Linked DNA regions of Nomascus leucogenys: region 2 is linked to region 1. The links are chromatin contacts, called in public Hi-C maps. All regions are on one chromosome and are shown on one strand. Each heading gives the region's core, a stretch centred on a gene start, on an enhancer-like site or on the middle of the called end of the contact. The rest is flanking DNA. Distances are from core to core; before and after follow the strand shown.

The links. Hi-C and Micro-C count contacts between places; a contact is called where the count stands out from the background.
Region 2: a contact with region 1 is called in a Hi-C map of a lymphoblastoid cell line, with 2.7 times the contacts expected there. The contact joins the promoter of HOXC4 here to the promoter of SMUG1 in region 1. A contact is called at or near these places in 2 of 4 Hi-C or Micro-C datasets (a lymphoblastoid cell line and an unstated tissue).

The regions. Positions count from the first base shown.
Region 1 is chr11:56,745,261-56,751,250 of Asia_NLE_v1, forward strand. SMUG1 (single-strand selective monofunctional uracil DNA glycosylase) reads left to right here and starts at 1,386. Exons shown (of 4, transcript XM_003252886.3): 1 at 1,386-1,429; 2 at 2,419-2,505.
Region 2 is chr11:56,916,651-56,923,530 of Asia_NLE_v1, forward strand. It overlaps HOXC4 (homeobox protein Hox-C4), which reads right to left and starts at 3,901. Exons shown (of 4, transcript XM_003252902.2): 1 at 3,372-3,901. HOXC6 (homeobox protein Hox-C6) reads right to left here and starts at 3,901. Exons shown (of 3, transcript XM_030822518.1): 1 at 3,372-3,901.

The sequences.
Region 1 (5,990 bases), core at 136-2,635:
CTCACAGGGATACCTTGCTTCTGTGATTAGAGCCTTGGCTGTGCTAAGGTGTGTGGAGATTGTGGGGTGGGAGGAATATAGAAGATAACTAACCTTAGGGGGTTCCCAGTCTAATGAAAGTTTTAGAGTCAGGACACAGAACCAGACCCAGATAGAGCACAAGAACAAAACTAGGAATAGGACAGATTTGGACATAGATATTGGGATGGGGGAATGGTGGGGGAATGGACTGTTAGGTGCAGCCATGGGATGAGGATTGATCAGGGAAGCCTTCATGGACAAAGTATTTGAGGGAGAAGATTTGGATGGAAGAGTGATAGCTAACTTTATGTGTCTACTTGAGTGGTCTAAGGGACACCCAGATAGCCGGTAAAACATTATTTCCGGATATGTCTGTGGAGTGTTTCTGGAAGAGATTCGCATTTGCACTGGTAAACTGAGTTAAGAAGATCACCCTCATTAATATGGGTGGGAACCATCCAATCCCTTGGGGGCCAGTAGAACAAAAGGGTGGAGGAAGGCAAATTCTCTTTCTTCATGAGCTGGGACATCTATTTTACCTGCCTTTGGACATCATTGGAGTTCCTGGTTCTTCATCCTTCAGGCTCTGGGACTTAGCAGTGAGCCCCCTCCCCTGCTTTGGACTTTCCTGAATTATACCACCTGTTTTCCTGGTTCTCCAGTGTATAGACAGCAGAGCAGGAGACTGTGGGACTTCTTGGCCTCCACAATCCTGTGAGCCAATTCTTGGGATAAATCTCGTCATATAGATAGATATCCTGTTAGTTCTGTTTCTCTGGAAAACTCTTGACTAATACTGAGGTTATAGGGTTGGGCAGATAGCAAGGCAGAGAAAGAAGTCAAAATGGTGACACTCTGGAGATGGGCTTGGACAGTAATGGGGGATGCTCCTTGCTAAAGAGTTGTTAGGAGCTACCAGAAATGTCTTCGTGGATGTTCTATATAGTAATGGCAGGCTGCAAAGGAGAGGTCTCTTATACCCAGGGTGGCAGGGGGCCTAGAAATGGTCTTTAGCTATTGTTAATACCCTCAGGTGGCTGAGGGATTGGGGATGGTTGAAGCTTCCTGATTTGCAATCCCTTTGGGAAAACAGTGAATGAACTTTTGGAAGGGCGATGCCCTTTAGGGATAGAATCCAGGATTTTCTAGGTACTTACAGGCTCTGGCCTTTCACTTCTCAAGACTTCCTGATTTAATGCTGATGGAAAGATTAAACTACAATTCCCAGCGATATTTAGGGCTAATTTAGCGCGCCTTCCGGGATTGGAGCATTTCCGGCGGATGTGGCTGCGGGTACGCCAATCTCCTTCCCTAAACAATGTAGACTACGACTCCCACTGTCCTTAGCGCCGGGGGTTGGGTTTGGGCGGGGGAAAGGAACCGGAAACGGGATGGGGAGCTGGACCAGGTGAGGAAGTAGGAGGCTGGGAAACCGGGACTGTGGGGGCAAGTTGAGGGCTCCCAGGGTCGTCGGGGCTGAGCCCAGAGAGTAGTTAGAATTTCTGTGTTTTGGGGTCCCTCCCTCCGTATGGGGTTAGACTCAGTGCAGGGAGAGCCCAGCCTGTGAAACCGCCTGGGAGGTCTGCAGGATCAAGGCTTTCCAGTCGGCCGGAGCCAGCGGGCGCCCCCGGAGGTTTTGCCTGGTGCCTTAGTAGTCGGCCCCTTTGGAACCAGATGAAATGGTCTTTTTGAGTTTATGCATTATTATTATTATTGTTTATTTATTTATTTTTCCGAGACGGAATTTTGCCCTGTCTTCAGGCTGGAGTGCAATGGCGCGATCTCAGCTCACTGCAACCTCCGCCTCCCGGGTTCAAGCGATTCTCCTGCCTCAGCCTCCCGAGTAGGTGGGATTACAGGCGCGCGCCACCATGCCCGGCTAATTTTTGTATTTTTAGTAGAGACTGGGTTTCACCATGTTGGTCAGGCTAGTCTCGAACTCCTAACCTCGTGATCTGCCTACCTCGGCCTCCCAAAGTGCTCGGATTATGGGCGTGAGCCACCGCGCCCGGCCTATGCATTATTATTATTATTTAACTTAAGGATATTTATTATTGTCCCTTGGACTCCCAGAGTGCCTCCAAGGGACAGGGGAGTGCATATGTATCTTCGATTCCTTCCTCACTTCCTGGATTTGATGTCAGAGAAGTCTGACATCAGTCTGAAGTCGGCCCTTGGTGGTCAGCCTTATCACTGGGTCCAACTCCGCTGCCTTTGTGCTTAATGTAGTATGACACCGTATTTTATAAAATATCTACATTTCTTAAGCCTCTGGCTCTTGGGGCGAATTTCAGTAGAACTTATAAGTTCCTCCTTTGGGTTCTCTTAGTGTTTTGTTCCGGGTATTAAAGCTCACATCACACTATATTACAGTTAGTTGTTTATTTGCCCTCACAGCCGATTATGAGCTTACGGAAAGCCTGGCCTACATTTTACTCTTTCTGGATTTCTTCCTCACCAAGAGACTGCTGCAGTGCCTGTCATGTAAGAGACTCATAAGTATTGAAAAAAATAAATGAGTTAACAGGTGGTAGGTTGGATGGAGTATGTGATTTTCATAGAGAAGAGAGTTAAATGAGTTGCTCAAGAGAACCTTCTTAGAGATGAAACAGGAGTAGAATTCAAATCAATTGACTTCCAGCCTGTGGCTCTTGCTATGAGATCAGGCTTTGAAGTTATGGAACAATGCAAGTAGTGTCTTGCCACTCTTTTTCCCAGCCTTGCTGTTTGCAACACAGGTGTCTAAATGTCAAAGGTAGGCTCAAGACTTCTCGAGATTCTAGAGCTGGAGCAGCCAATCTGCTAATGTTGGTGTTGCATGGGGAGATGCAAAGCAAGGTCCCCTGAAACACTGGCGTTCTCCACAGCACCCTTCTCAGCTTTTGTATGAGCCCAGTTTGTCCTGGGTAGCCACCTGGACAACAGATCAGTTAAAGACTACTGAGATTAGTCAGGGAAGGACTTTGTAAGTTGGGCCTCTGATTTTTTTTCTCTCCCACTTCCCCTAGGCTAGGGTGAGAAAACAGGTTTATCAAGCTGTTGTGTCAACCTTGAGTTCTCATCTGGGAGAAAAGGTCACTCCTGACCCAGGCAGAAAGTTGAGAGGAAGGAATGACAATGGTCCTTGTCACATGGGAGATGCACATATGATGGCCACAGACCCGGAGCCTGGAAAACAAGCAGAGTGCAAAGTGGGCAGCTGAGCCTTGAGTGAACTCAGGATATAGAAGTGGAGAAGGATCTATCAGGAGTGCCTCCTTGGTAAAAGGTGTTTATTTTATTTTTATTTTTTAGAGATGGGGTCTCATTATGTCAGCCAGGCTGGTCTTGAACTCCTGGCCTCAAGCAATTCTTCTGCCTTGGCCTCCCAAAGTGCTGGGATTACAGGCATGAGCCACTGCGCCCAGCACAGAAGGTAGTTTTAAACAAACGTGAAAAAGAAGATGGACATTGCTGAGCAGGTGTTTGTTGAGTACCTAATAAGGGCCAGGACCTTGGGCTTATGGAGGGAGATTGAACAAGGCCTGGCTCTTGATCTGCCCAAGTTTAGCTGGGGAGGCAAAAGGAATTCATTAAGACGGCGGTAACCATGGTGACACACAGTGGTTCTCAGCCTTCACCAACCATCAGAATCACCCTGGGAAGCTTGTTTAAAATACAGATTCTCAGGCTGAGCACGGTAGCTCAGTTTGTAATTCCAGCACTTTGGGAGGCTGAGGCGGGCAGATCATGAGGTCAGGAGTTCGACACCAGCCTGACCAACATGGTGAAACCCTGTCTCTACTAAAAATACGAAAATTAGCTGGGCATGGTGGTGCGCACCTGTAATCTCAGTACCCAGGAGGCTGAGGTGGGAGAATCACTTGAACCCGGGAGGCAGAGGTTGCGGTGAGCTGAGATCTCACCACTGCACTTCAGTCTGGACAACAGAGCGAGACTCTGTCTCAAAAAAAAAAAAAAAAAAAAAAAAACCAACCAAAAGCACAGATTCCCAGGCCTCACACGGGACCTACTTGTGTTGGGGGTGGGGTTGGGACACTATGGCAAATACTGCAGTGTTCTGAGGAGGGAAGACTTTATTAAAGGGATGGTTTGAGCTGCATTTTGAGGGATGGGAGTGATTTGGATATGTGGACAGTTTGGGGAATCACAGTCCTAGTTGACTGGATGACTGCTGGATGATGTCCTGGTTGACTTAAGGAGTGTATTTGGTTGGACTGCAGAAATGGTTTGTGCAAGGTTTTGAGAGTTGAGGTAGGAAAGGCATTTTGAAAATGTGAGTAGAATGGTCAGGTTGGAACACTGGGTTTGAATGGGAGTGGAGTGAAGCAATGGCCTTTGCAGTTTACAAAGCTTGCTGTCATGTTCCTCTCCTTCCACCCCTGCCCCCTCCCTTCTCCTTCCTCCCACCTCCCTTCTCCTTCCTCCCACCTCCCTTCTCTCTTCCCTTTCTTCTTCCTCTCCCATTTCTTCCTTTTCTTCCTTCACCTAAACATAACATCTCATTCCATCCTTACGTCTATTTGTTTGTTTTGAGACAGAGTCTCCCTCTGTAGCCCAGGCTGGAGTGCAGTGGCACGATCTCGGCTCACTGCAACCTCTGCCTCCCAGGTCCTGGTTCAAGTAATTCTCCTGCCTCAGCCTCCCGACTAGCTGGAATTACAGGCACGTGCCACCATGCCCAGCTAATTTTTGTATTTTTAGTTTAGACGGGGGTTTCACCATGTTGGCCAGGTTGATCTTGAACTCCTGACCTTGTGATCCACCTGCCTCAGCCTCCCAAAGTACTGGGATTACAGGCATGAGCTGCTGCGCCCGGCAAATTTTTTTTTTTTGAGACGGAGTCTTGCTCTTTTGCCCAGGCTTGAGTGCAGTGGCGCGATCTTGGCTCACTGCAACCTCAGCCTCCCGGGTTCAAGCAGTTCTCCCTGCCTCAGCCTCCCGAGTAGCTGGGATTACAGGCGCCCACCACAACGCCCAGCTAATTTTTTTTTTTTTTGAGACAGAGTTTCGCTGTTGTTGCCCAGGCTGGAGTGCAATGGCACGATCTCGGCTCATCGCAACCTCCACCTTTTGGGTTCAAATGATTCTGCCTTAGCCTCCAGAGTAGCTGGGATTATAGGCGCGCACCACCATGCCTGACTAATTGTATTTTTAGTAGAGGTGGGGTTTCTCCATTTTAGTCAGGCTGGTCTCGAACTCCCGACCTCAGGTGATCTGCCCACCTCAGCCTCCTAAAGTGCTGGGATTACAGGCTTGAGCCACCGCGCCCAGCATGCCCAGCTAATTTTTGTAATTTTTAGTAGAGACGGGGTTTCGCCATGTTAGCCAGGCTGGTTTTGAACTCCTGACCTAAGGTGATTCACCAGCCTTGGCCTCCCAAAGTGCTGGGATTACAGGCATGAGCCACCGTGCCTGGCCTTCCTTATGTCAACATTATTAAGTGGATATTATTATTCTTTGTATTTGAAGGCGGAAACCTGAGGCTCTGGCCATGGTTGTGTAGCTTGTAAGATTCTATGAGGAGTCTGTAATCATCCTACTCGGTATTCCTGAGTATGGGAAAGAAGCTAGGCTGGGGTTAGGGGGTTGTAGAATTAGCAGGGTGGCTGATCAAACCATCTAAGGCAAGATGGCGTGGGTGGTTAAAGCATAGTCTTGAGCCAGAGAGATTGGGCTCAATCAAATCCAGCTTTATTACTTACTAACTGTAAGACCTTGGGCAAGTTGCTTAATCTTGCTAAGCCTCAGTGTCCTCACTTATAACAGGGGAGCAGTAATACCCACCTCATGGGATTGTTGTGAGGATCAATGAGGTGTACCTGGCGCAGAGCAGTCGCTCACCACCTGGAAGCTATTGTAATTAGCCTTCCCAGGTCTCTGAGCTGTGGCTGTGCACTTGCATTTCATTCTTCAGCACTGCGCTTTCCAGAACACGGTCCCTTCTGGCTGGGCTTTTCTTTTTTAGG
Region 2 (6,880 bases), core at 2,651-5,150, 170 kb after region 1:
AGTGTGCACATATTTCCAGCAGAGCATGCACAGAGGGCCTGCTCAGTGCACCCTGTGCCTCCATGGGCCCACTCTCATCTAGTGAGGACTAACAAAATTTTGCATGCACATAAAATGGTGTTTGAGCGAATATAGGCATGGTAATATACAATTAACCACCAAGGAAATACGAGTCTGTATGTATTCATGCATAAGCCTGAGTCTGTACATTTAAGCCTGTATATAATAAATATATAACACTCCCAAGCCTAGTTTCAGAACACAGCCAACCCAACAAGGTCGCCTTCTCCAAACAAGGTTGCATTCTGTCGGGATCACAACTGTCAGACCAGGGAGAGAAAGGGTTTGTTCTGCCCAATTCTCCTTAGCTAGGAACCAGCACATGAAATACAGCGGATGGCAGGGCTGACAAAGCCCCTTGTAAGGGGGGCACGCAAGCCTAAGGGTGCCCAAAGAGTGGGCTCAGAGGGGGAGGCTCCAAGGAATGTTGCCAGGCCCTGACCCACAGATTCAGTGTCTCTGTCCCGGGTGTGCAGAGTCCTTGAGCCAGATTCTATTCTCAGCCACCCTGGCTATTATTAGATAATCACAGAAGGGCTCTCCTGCAGTAAGGACCACGTCAGCAGGGAATGTGGCCTGCAAGGTGGCTGAGAGTTGCCACTGGTGGGTCCTCTTGTGCTTCTGTTTGAATGCCAGAGAGGGAGAGAAAGAAGGAGAAGGGAAAGAAAATCGAAAGTAACTGGGAAGCAGAGTTGGTGCTGGAGTCCACTGGGGTCCAGTTTATCCCTTGGCCAGAGTGGAAAATGAAAATAGAGGGCCGGTCGCTGCTGCTATGCCTTCTCTGCTTGCCTCTGTCTTCTAAGGATGATGGGTCTGGGGTGAAGGGCATAGGATGGGAGTGGGGGAGCTGCAGGGCTGTAGCCAGGAAGGGACAGAAAATCAATTAAAATATTATATAAAGACACCTCAGGATGGTGCTGTTAAGCGGCCAGCCTCGAACTCTAGCACCCCCAAATCTCGCTGTGGGCACACTCAGTGAGGTCGTTCTAGAATTAAGAGAAATACCCCAGCCTCGCCCAGGCCCGCCCCTCGGGTGGGAGGGGGCCCTTCTAATATTCCAGGTGAATCTCCACTGGCCTGCATGGCCTTCTCTGGAAGAGGTTTTCTTTCGGGGGCGGACAAAGGACACTTGTGTTCCCCCCCCATCAGCGGCCATCCACAGGGGCGGGGGCTGACAAAATGCAGGCGAAAGAGAGAAATAGAGGCCTCACCGGTCGGCGATTCCCACATTACGCCAGGAGAAAGGCTCCCTTTTTCGGGCCTCTCGGGGCCCCTCCTGTGTCCCACCGCACTCCCTTTGCCCTTTTCAGGTCCCACAGACTCCGGGTTTCGGCCTGCCGCAGGCTGGATCCTCGGGGCGTCAGCCCCTGGGCCGTGCCTGAGCGGCAGGAGAGCGCGCGGCAGCCGGAGCAGGCGGCGGGCTGGGCCCATTTGGGGAGAGCCAAGCGCTTTTCTCGATCGTAAACAAGGAAGGCGAAATTAGCCCCTCGTCAGACGCCTCTGCCGACACACAAGTCCTACTGGGGAGGGGGGGGTGGGGGAGGGGGAGAGAAAATGCCATTTCTTCCCGCGGGAGAATACCTCAGAGGCCTTTATGTTGGCTGCGAAAGGGGAATTTTGGGGGGGCAGAAAAGGAAGGGAAGGGGGTTGTGGGGGAGGGGAGATAAAATTAACCGTCAGCTCTGGCCCAAGCGGTTTGATCTGAATGCAAACTGTATTTTTAAAAATTTGATAAAAACAGGTTTCTTCCCCCTCCCCCGCCCCCCCCACCACAGACGACGGGTCAGGGTTTAAACAGGAAATCGTGGAGCGATCCCCTCCCCCACTGGGACTTGGCGCAGAATCCCAGTCGCGCCTCTGGGCGAGGGTGGGGGTAGGGGGGGTGTCTTGGCCCCCAGGCCAAGGTGTGTCTGGCCCCCAGGCTCTCTCGGGCCTCGTCTGGAATATGCTCCCCCACGCCTCCGAGTGTGTCTGCCTGGGTGTGTAGGCGTTTGCGTGTGCGTCGCCGTTTATAAACAGAAATTCACACTTACAGGGGCCGCCTCGGAGCCTCGGACCCAGGCCGGGGAGCAGGGCGGGGTCATATATCAAACTGCAACACATTCAGGGCCACGTACATTTGGAAGAAATTAAGCCACTGTGTTATGAAACCATATGCGTCGGGTTAAGACTATACAACAGGCCATTAGCACCAATTATTAGAGAGATCCCGAGTGCCCAGGACCCTCCAGCCGCCCCAGCCTGAGGCCCCTACCCCGTAAGCCAGTAGCCCCCGGAATCCTCACTGCCTCCACAGTACCTAGGAGACTCTGCCAGGAGGACTGGGCCTGTCCCCGCCCAACCTAGGGCCTTCCCCATTCCCACCTCCGCCCCAGGCGAGGCAGGTCCTAGCCCAGAGCAGCCATGCGTGGCGAGCGGGCATCCCGGTCCAGTGGGCATCCCGGCTGGGATGGCCGCGGTTGGGGTGAGGGGTGCCGGACCTGGGAAGGGAAAGCCGGTAGGCCTCTTTTCTCCGAGCACAAGATGGCTTTTGAGTACGGCATCCCCCACCCCCACCCTACAACCTCCACCCTCCACCCAACGCAGGGCACCTCCCACCCTTCCATCCGCCCGAGTGGGGGCGGGAGCAGGGGGTGGGCAGACGTTCTCCTCTCGGCTGACGCGCACCAGCCACCAGCCTCCCCTCTAATTGCCAATTAACAGGCCCCGCCAGCCGCCTAGCTGCTCCCGCTTCCTGCTCGGCGGCCCGGCCCTGGGCCCACACTGCGCATGTGTGAGCTCTAGCAGTCGCGCTCTCTGGGAGGGAGGGGGCTGCCAGACAGGGAGGGGACGCTGGAAAGTTTGTTTGGGGGTTGGGGGGCTGACTTTGCTTAGGGGGCAATGGGCACAGCCTCTAGGTTCTCTCTCCTGCCTGGAGCTTGAGCTTCCAGGTCCCCTCCGACCCAGTTCCATTAGCCAAGAGGCCGAAGATCTATAATAAGCAGGTACTGACACAGTGGGCAGCAGAGAGCTGGCGCCCTAGACCGCCGGCTTGAGCCCCACAGGTGCTGTTCCCTTGCCTCCCCACCCCCAACTTGGCACACAGTGACATTAGGACAACACAATCGCCCCACTACCAGTTACCAGTATTCCAGTTTAACCCCATTTCTCTCCCCCCTCCAATTTTCCTCCCCATAATTAACTACGCGCCCACCCTCTCGCCAGCCCCCTCTTCTCCCTAACCAAGACAAGCCGCTGCTGTCCTTATCTTGAAACCGCCACCCAGCTACGGACCATTAGTTACATATTTGAACCAATAAGGAAACACTTACCGAGCGCTGCTGTCACTCTCCCTCTCTCCCTCTCTCTCTGCCTCTCTCTCTCCCACTCTGTCTTTCTCGTCTTCCCTCATTTTGTGCCGCCGCCGAGCCTGTCTCAGCTCCACACACACACATATACTTTATATAAATTCAAAAATAAAAATGATTATAATCATCCAAAAGCCAAACAAAATTAAGGAGAGTTGCAAGAAGGGGGCAGGAGGAAGAGCCTGGGAGAGGGGAGGGGCGGAGGCATCTGCAGCTCCCTAGCTCAACTCCTGCTCCTGCATTCCTCCTGCCCCTTGGGGGCCAGAGGGTCGGGAAGGAAGAGAGAGATGCCCTCAACTTCTGTCTCTCCCCTCCCATCCCCACCCTCCCCAGCTGCCCCCAGCTTCCGCAACTCCACCTGGGAGGAAAAAAAATTAAATGGGGGAAAATAATTATTAATCAGATTAATTTAAAAAAAATACTGCTAATGAAGGGAGCGCCCAGCGCAGGTTTCCCTGGCAATGGTTAGGCTCGTACAGGGAGGACTGTTCTGCGGAGCGCTCGGAAAGGACAAACCACAATAAAAAGTTCACGTTCATGGATGGAATCCACATGACTTCTTGTGGCCAATCCAACTTGTGAGTCGATCGTAAACTTTTATTACTCAGCTGTAAATTTTCTGCAAACAACCGGGAATGCGATGCATTTGTGTAGCGTGTGCAAATGGGCGCCGCGGTCGCCATGTTTACCCAATTCTCTCATAGAGGGCGCATCCCCGGACCCCCACCCCACCCCTACCCCCCCCCCCAACGCCCACTCCCCACGGGCCAGGCTGCTGCAGGCGAGCGCAGAAAGAGCTGCGGGCGGATGCCCAGACGAAAGAAAGCCTCAAGCACTGAGGGTCAGTTGCCTCTCCTGGCTTGCCGAGTTTTAAATATTGTCCTTAATAAATGGGGGCATTAAGGTTGGATCAGGGGGAATTCAAAGCTTTGCAAAGATTTGTGGTCTTGAGGCAGTGATGGTTGGTGAATGGCAGGGATTGAAAGGGTGCCTCCCTACCCCCCCTTTTTTTTTTAGTAAGAGAACAACATCCCCTCTATGGAGTACCCCTGAAAGCCCCTACTCCACCCTAGACAGGAACAGTAGTCGAAGACCACTGGCAGCCACCCAACCAAACCTGACCTGGAGTGGTCTGAAGAACCTAGGGGACTAGACCTACCCTGGGCAAGCCTGCAGTGCAGCAGGAGAGGTGAGAATTGGGGGCAACTTCTAGGACCCTCAAAATGACCCTCATCCCCGGGGTCCCTTTCTTAGAGAGAATGACATTTTCCCCCAAGACCATCCCTAATTTCCTTGCCCAGTTCAAATGGTGGCTTATTTGAAATCTTTTTACAATTAAAAATAAAATTAAAGCCCCAAGATCTTGGTCTCTACTTCCTTTTTGCGGGGAGGGGTGCAAGGCAGTAAGCCTTTTGGATCGTGTCAGATTGCCCACACCCCCCTGCCTTTCTCAGAAAAATTTCCTGATTCAATGTCTGGGCAGCTGGGATGTAGTACCGAGGCCTGAAAAAATAACCTTTTACTGCCCTGAATTCCACCTTCTGTGCTAAAATTTCGAGCAGCCTGTTTTTCCAGACCCCTAATTTTGAAGGTGAGTCCAGGATAAATTCCCCCATAGAGACTATTTGCCGGGGGAGGGGTTGCAGCCAGGTCACTCTCCCCACGGGCTCGAGATTTGAAGGCCGGCAGCTTTCCACTTGGTCCCGCATCAAGCTGGCATGGGAATCTCAATGGCTGGGTGCCTCAACCCTGACCAAGAGGGGATACCTCATGCTTTCCCCAAACTTCCTCCATAGTAAGCAAAGCAGTTCCCTAGGCCGGATGCAGGGAACTCGTTTCTTTTTACAAACCCACCCATAAATTTTATAACAGGTAGTTAAAAATTACGACAAGGAAGCGCTGGCCCAGCTTTTCACAATGGGCAGCAGGGAGAATGGGACGGCGCTGCGGGCAGTTCACCGGAAATTTTACTTCTAGACTGTGGCACAACCTGTCCTGAGTTCTCCCTGATTGGGACGGGGTAACTTTCCCAGTCAGCAGGCAGTCATTAGGGCATCTTATCTGGGGAAGATAAGACTGGGGAGACCAAACCACTCGCCTATCCAAGGGTCCCTCAAGGAGCCCTTCAGGACGCTCACTACCTCTCTCACCCACCCCCAGATCTCTTGCAGGTCCGCACCTTCCTTGACTGATGCAATGAGGGAGTGGGGAGGAAAAAAAATTTAATCCAGAGAAACGAATTTGCCCCCCAACTTAATAGCTGCATTATTCCACCTCTACGGTTGAGATTAGAATAATAAATTCAAGGAGCAATGAGCGAGATGCTTCAACTCAGCATTTTGAAAGATACTATTTTTCACAAATCACAAATGGCTTTCGGAAGCCACTTTGATTGGCTAATAAAAAAGTAAAGAATGGGAGAGAAAGTCCTATCTGCAGCAGCCGAATGGTCCCCATTCCGGTAATGGGACGGCGGGAGCATTTGGGAGGACGCGATTCTAAAGAGAGCGCATCCCGCTCACAATTACGTTCCCCCATAAAACGGGTTTTTACCTCCATTTCTTTCCAAACGAGAAAACAGAGGCGGTGGGCAGGAGGGGTGGGGGAGCGGGTACTGCATGAGGGGGTGGCTGGGGCTCCCTCGGCTTAGCCCTCTCCATGCCTGGCATCTCGAGTAAAGCCGGGTGCCAGACGCACCCCGCCCTCCGACGCACCGGGCTTGGGGCCACGGACATTGCTGAACAGGACAAGGGATGAATGGGACATTTGGTGTAGGGAAAAGGCGGCGAGGCCCTTCGGAGCCATTTAATGCTGGGTTCATTCCGCTAGGCTACTGGGCCAGATATTTTTATTAATAGCAATCATAATTCCACGTTTAAAAACGAAACGGGACCTCGGCCATCCCTCGGAGTATGGAGGACACGCCTGTGGGAAGGCCCGAGGTCTGAGCGAAATGCCCTCTTTTCTGGCCTCCCTGGTGGGTAGCCGGTGTGTACCACTGAGAACAGGGTTACCTGGCTGGTGCCGCTGCTCACAGCAGGGACCCCAAGTTAGAGCAGATTTCTCGGAGCTCCTGCTCAAAGCTGCGCCAGCTGCCTGCAGCCTGGGCTTCCAATTCACAGCCTTTCTCGGGCTGCAGGAGTCCCCTACGAAGGAAGCCGGACTCAATTCTGTACTCAGGCCCGATTTTCAGGCCCGGTTTGCGTGAGGGCCAGTGACTGGGACCTGGGTGAAATTCCACAAAACAAGAGTTGGCCTGGGCCTAGGTCTGGGAAAATCATTGACCAGGAGCTAGACAGATGAGGGGTGGGGAGGAGAGAGAGAGAGAGAGAGAGATAGAGAGAGAGAGAGAGAGAGAGAGAGAGAGAGAGGAGAGAGAGAGAGAGAGAGAAGAGAAAAAGAAAGAAAATCTGGCCTCAAAAATATTTCAGCCTTTAGGGGTCTGGTTTTTAAGACCAGAAGATCCCTCCCCT